Linked DNA regions of Bicyclus anynana: region 1 is linked to region 2. A link is a contact called in public Hi-C data. All regions are on one chromosome and are shown on one strand. Each heading gives the region's core, a stretch centred on a gene start, on an enhancer-like site or on the middle of the called end of the contact. The rest is flanking DNA. Distances are from core to core; before and after follow the strand shown. Region 1 holds the start of LOC112049660 (transmembrane and ubiquitin-like domain-containing protein 1). Region 2 overlaps LOC112049763 (eukaryotic translation initiation factor 4B).

Region 1 (2,700 bases), core at 40-2,539, 48 kb before region 2:
AAATTGTACTTCAATACAAGTATATAAACCATTTGCATCTTATGTTGGCATTTTTTTTTTATCTTTTTATAGTAACAATAGCCCAAACAGAGGGCCCAAATAATGGAATAAGGCCTTTTGTGTAAATAATAAAAAACCATAGCCTAAACAGAATAACACTTCACAAGGCATACAAGAACACATCCTACAATAGTCCTCTGTACATAAACATTAATTGTTAAGAATCATGTGCCTGTAATTAGCCAGCAACCATGCTAAAGAGTGGAACTCAGCAATGCTGTTTGGCGGGAGAAATAATCGCAGCACTACTTGATTGGACTCTGTCACAATATGCTTGACTGTTGACCTACCAATTTAAAAGTTTATCATGATACAGATGCTCTTTCATTACAAAATGTAATTAGTTCACAGAAAATTTAGTCTTACCTTGATCTTAACGAAAGCCTCATTACAATCTTGCAGCAGATACTTGGCTTTCCTAGAATAGATTCTGACTACTCCCAGCAATAGATGGCCTGAAGTACGCAAGGCCATCTTCACTTTTGGCTTTAGGATTCCGTCAACTGATTTCTCAATGTTGGTTTCAAATACGTGCGCCTTGGTCAACTTCTTGTCCCAATGAGCTGCCAGCCAAATTTTGGCCAATGGGCCCTTTTTGGCCAGCACAAAGTGCGCGTAAAACATCGTGGCAGTTCACTTTACCCGTTACTTTATTAGTTACATCAAATTATTTCTGTGAAAAGAATGAACAAATGAACACAAAAACAAATTACACATTGAAAGAAATTAACAAAACCTAATGCTTTCAAGACTAATTTGGCGCCTATTCTACTTTCGAAATAATTTGCGAATAGAACATGATCACAGCATAAATTTTTATATTAGAACATTGCTTAGGCATTAGATTTTAGTTTTTATTTATGTAATAACGCGTAAGCACCTATTTTTATTAGAAATAACAATTTCTATAGCATTCACATAAGTACAACGTAAACATGACAACAATTATGCTTTCAAGATGGCGGATAGAGACCGACAGTTCATGAATCAATGATGAACCGTCACATTCGTTCAGAATTCGAATACTATAAAGCAAAGAACCTAAAAAAATATACTTGAAGATTTTATAGACTTGTTACATGACTAATTATTAATGTACATAGATATAAAAAATGGATCATTGTAAATGTTTTTATTTAATTTCTTGGTGTAATGAGAAGAATAGGAAAAATTACCCTGTGCCTGTGACAGTTACGTTATCTGTGGCGTGCAATTGTCAAGTCAATTTGATTTGTCAAATTGTCAGATTTTGAAGTAATTTTGTGAATTTTTAATGTAATTAATTAGTAATTGCAACAATTATTGGTTTTGGTGTAATTTAATCGCACAAAAAGTTACCGCGACAGTGTAAATGTTTATCTTCTTGCAAATAGAAGTCGCACCTTTCAAATATCGGAAATTATAATGGTTTTCAGACGGTCGACGTAATTGTATTTTCAGCTGGCTTAGAGATGTCCTCTCTTGCTATTGATTCTGAACTGATGGCATTCTAAACAGCTGTTTTAAATTTAAACTACACATTATTTGCAACTGAGTAAGGTAAGTGCGTTTGTGTTTAATCATTTTACTGTATTTTGGTTGGCATGTACGTGACCTTGAGCGCTATCGAATGCATAAAATTATTTATACTGAACAAGTACCATTTGTTATCTGTGGATTCCAGTAATATTCCATTTACTTTGTAAATAATAGTAAAATTAAATATTTTTTTTGTGTTTGTTCTATGTTGGAGCACAGCCTCAACTTTCCACAATATTTGTGTATCTTAAAAAAGTCCTTGAAAAGTCCTCAAATGACAAAATATGTTGAATATTTGTATAATTATAAAATATTTTAACAAGTTCTGCCAAAGTTCACATTGATTTATTAGGTACTGAGAGGTCTTGTGTTGGAATTTTATTTGGTTCTGTACAAAAAAAAATGACAATTCATTCTTTGCTGGCCTGGTGGCATGCTTTGGCTTTATCTATTTACCTCTTAGTTTAAAGTAATACAACATAATGTAACAAGTGCAAATCACCTAAGTATTCTTATGCTGGATAGCCTTCTGCTCTAAGATAATAAGAAGCGTGTGCTACAAGCTAAAGCTATTAGTGATTGAACCTTGGACCTTTCAAATTTCTAACCCTTAACCAACAAATACAGTGGAAAAAAGTGTAACAAAAACAATTTAGATCTGTCTGTCAGTTTCTCTGTTAAAGAGAATAACAGTATGATTTCCAAATTTATTTAGCCACAAGTAAAAGAAGTGTAGAGCCGTGATAGCCCAGTGGATATGAACTCTGCTTCAGATTCCGGAGGGTGTGGGTTGGAATCCGATCTGGGGCATGCACCTCCAACTTTGAGTTGTGTGCATGTTAAGAAATTAAATATCACATGTCTCAAATGGTGAAGGAAAAACATTGTGAGGAAACCTGCATACCAAAGAATTTTCTTAAATCTCTGCATGTGTGAAGTCTGCCAATCCGCATTGGGCCAGCGTGGTGGACTATTGCCCTAACCCCTCTTATTCTGAGAGGAGACTTGAGCTTAGCAGTGAGCCGAATATGGGTTTTAATGAAAATTATGAAAAGAAGTGTGTATAATGAAGTTGTACTGTAAAAATATTTTAAAATATTTTAATTTTAAAATATTTTGGTT
Region 2 (2,905 bases), core at 149-2,648:
TGGTCGCTAACTATGGGCCTCATATGAAGGCTCAGATTCACACAGCGGGCGATGGAACAAGCCATGTTAGGAGTATCTCAACGTGATCGAATCAGAAATGAGGAGATCCGCAGGAGAACCAAAGTCACCGACATAGCTCAACAAGTTGCGAAGCTGAAGTGGCAATGGGCGGGGCACATAGTTCGAAGAGCTGATGGATGTTGGGGTCCCAAAGTGCTGAAATGGCGATCCCGCACTAGAAAGCGCAGTGTTGGTCGACCCCCTACCAGGTGGACTGACGACATCAAGCGAGTCGCAGGGATTTGCTGGATACAGGTGGCTCAGTATTGTGATGTTTGGAAGTCCCTACAAAAGGCCTATGTCCTGCAGTGGACGTCCATCAGCTGATATGATGATGATGATGATGACTCAAAGGACACTTTATAACTATTTAAAAAACAACACAACTACCCCAGTATAAGTTAATTACGTGAGAGTATTGGCAAAAATGGAAATATTGCTATTGAATGAAGGTTTATCTCCTAATTTCGAAAAAATTACAATGTTGAACCATTTTTATTTTAAATTAGTTCTTCTCTGTTACCAAGTTAATTTATAGTGCATCTTAAATCATCATAAATATTTACCACAGTGCGCAACTTCACTGTAAGTTATTTTTACTTGTTCAGGAACAGTTTGAAGATCTGTTAAAATGTACTCTCAAGACAAGTACATAATTGCAAACTTATTTCGTGGTTGTTCATTACGAATATTATTTAAACGGATACATACCACGATAAAATGCCGACATTTTTTAGACGAGACATTAAAAATCTCGGCATTTTATCGTGGTATGTACCCGTTTAAAAAAATATTCGTACATAATTACAGTTGAGTAGTTATAGCGTGAAAACGTAAATAACAAGGATTTCGCTTTCACAGTTTAAACTTAAGTAAAGACACAGACATCTACTGTCATGTGTTTTGTATGTAAAATAAAATACTGAACATACCGGTTTCTCTTGCTCTTTCAACTTGGGCATGGGTTTATCGTCGGGCTCGTGTCTGTCGCGGCTGCGACTGTGGCGACCGTTGCGCTGCGCCTGCTCGTCTTGTATCTCCCGCGACGTGTCTCGAGAGCGTTTGTCCCGCGACGAGTCTCTCCTATCATCGTCGACCCTGTCGCGCCTGTCCTCGTACCGGTCGCGTCTGTCGTCCCTACTGTCGCGGTCCCTGCTATCGCGTCTATCGTCCTTGTAATCATCCCTGTCATCGCGTCTGTCTCTGTCGTCGCGCCTGTCCCTGTCGTCGCCGTCGCGTCGGTTTCTATCATCCCCGTCGCGTCGGTCTCTATCATCCCCGTCGCGTCGATCTCTATCATCCCTGTCGCGCCGGTCTCTATCGTCCCCATCGCGCCGATCTCTATCGTCCCTATCGCGTCGGTCTCTATCGTCCCTGTCGCGTCGGTCCCTATCGTCCCTGTCGCGTCTGTCTCGATCGTCCCTGTCGCGTCGGTCTTTGTCGTCCCAATCGCGGCGATCGTCTCGGTCGCGTCGGTCCTTGTCGTCTCGGGAATAATCGCGCCTGTCTCTGTCGGTGGAGTAGTCGCGTCTGTCGTCGTCGCGCCTATCTCGGTTGTAGCTCCGCGAGTCTCTGCCGCGATCGCGATCATCTATAATCAAGCATAAACAATTTCCTTATGAAAATGTACATGTAAACACAATAAAACTATTATTACATGATTAGTTACATTTTCATTACATTTATAATTCTGTGTTATATGATTTTTGTGTACCATTAACCGTTTTTGCAGTCACACAACAGAAGCTAATAAAAGAAATAACTTTTTCCGTTCTTAGTTCTTGGCTCATTTTTCATTAAAATGCTCCTAATGGTTGTAGAATAATGTTATATCAATGTAGCCTTCTTCGATAGACTGTAGAACAACACAAAAAGACGTTTTATATGAAAACTGTAATATTAGTAAAGATAATTTATAACACATTTGCTTGTAGAGTATCGCTTATTTCACCAATTTCAATATCGTAATGTATCTCATTACGCACATGTACCCTAATGTAAAGTAAAATGCACATGTGCCGTAATGTAATATAAAACCTTAACGGTACTTTTTTAATCTTGGCAAAGAGTAAGAAATTGTCAGAAAAGTGCTCAACATTATATTAATAACATTAACTTTGTGGAATAAAATATAATAATAATTTTGACAATAAATGTAAATCTGTATCAGAAACACAAAAATATTAATTTACTTTATTACTAATACTGGCTGTTTTTGGTGCATTTGTCTGACAAACGCTGATGTGCGCACTTTGTTATCTGTGCAAAAATGACAAGCGTATAAAAATGTCATCGGAAAACAGGCAAAGATGTAAATAAATTTTCAGAAAGTGTGTTTCCTTACAAAAGTGATAGTTATAAAACGTTGTATGACATACGTGCGTTTTGATAATTACAGCCTCTGCTTCCTTACTATAGCTCTCGCCTTTGGCTCGAGCTGCAATATCGCCACGGCTGTAATTTTCAACTAACGCACTGAATAGAATGTAATTAATATGTTACTAACCACGTCTTGGGGCAGGACGACGATCTCCTGAATGATCATTCTGTAATGCAAATGTTAAGTTGAAATTTAATACATAGGCATTTGAGTAAACTATTTTGTTTGTTTGAAATGTGAATTAGTCAGACGGTAGTGATCTTAGCTGTGTTTGATAAAAAGCGGCCCAAGATGGCTGCCATTACAAAATGGCGGATGACATAGTTTTTCATAACTCCTTCAATATAGATATCAAATGAAAGGGCTTGACTATTATAATATTATACATTATGACAATGTTTATATCCAAGATGGCCACTGCCACCTACCACAAAAGTTTACATATTTTTGTTATTCATCAAATGA

The links. Hi-C and Micro-C count contacts between places; a contact is called where the count stands out from the background.
Region 1: a contact with region 2 is called in a Hi-C map of whole body, with 1.9 times the contacts expected there. The contact joins the promoter of LOC112049660 here to the enhancer-like site in region 2. A contact is called at or near these places in 2 of 2 Hi-C or Micro-C datasets (whole body and whole larva).

What each region holds. Positions count from the first base shown.
Region 1 is chr10:4,007,173-4,009,872 of ilBicAnyn1.1, reverse strand. It overlaps LOC112049660 (transmembrane and ubiquitin-like domain-containing protein 1), which reads left to right and starts at 1,289. Exons shown (of 9, transcript XM_024087675.2): 1 at 1,289-1,599. It overlaps LOC112049645 (double-strand-break repair protein rad21 homolog), which reads right to left and starts at 1,070. Exons shown (of 20, transcript XM_024087633.2): 1 at 941-1,070; 2 at 427-733. The coding sequence starts at 684.
Region 2 is chr10:3,958,609-3,961,513 of ilBicAnyn1.1, reverse strand. LOC112049763 (eukaryotic translation initiation factor 4B) reads right to left here. Exons shown (of 15, transcript XR_008251119.1): 12 at 2,567-2,606; 13 at 993-1,651. Among protein-coding and RNA genes, the nearest start is that of LOC112049763, 16 kb to the right of the region's middle. Within about 2 kb of position 1,398, at least 8 of the 8 cell types and tissues checked have open chromatin away from gene starts, as enhancers often do.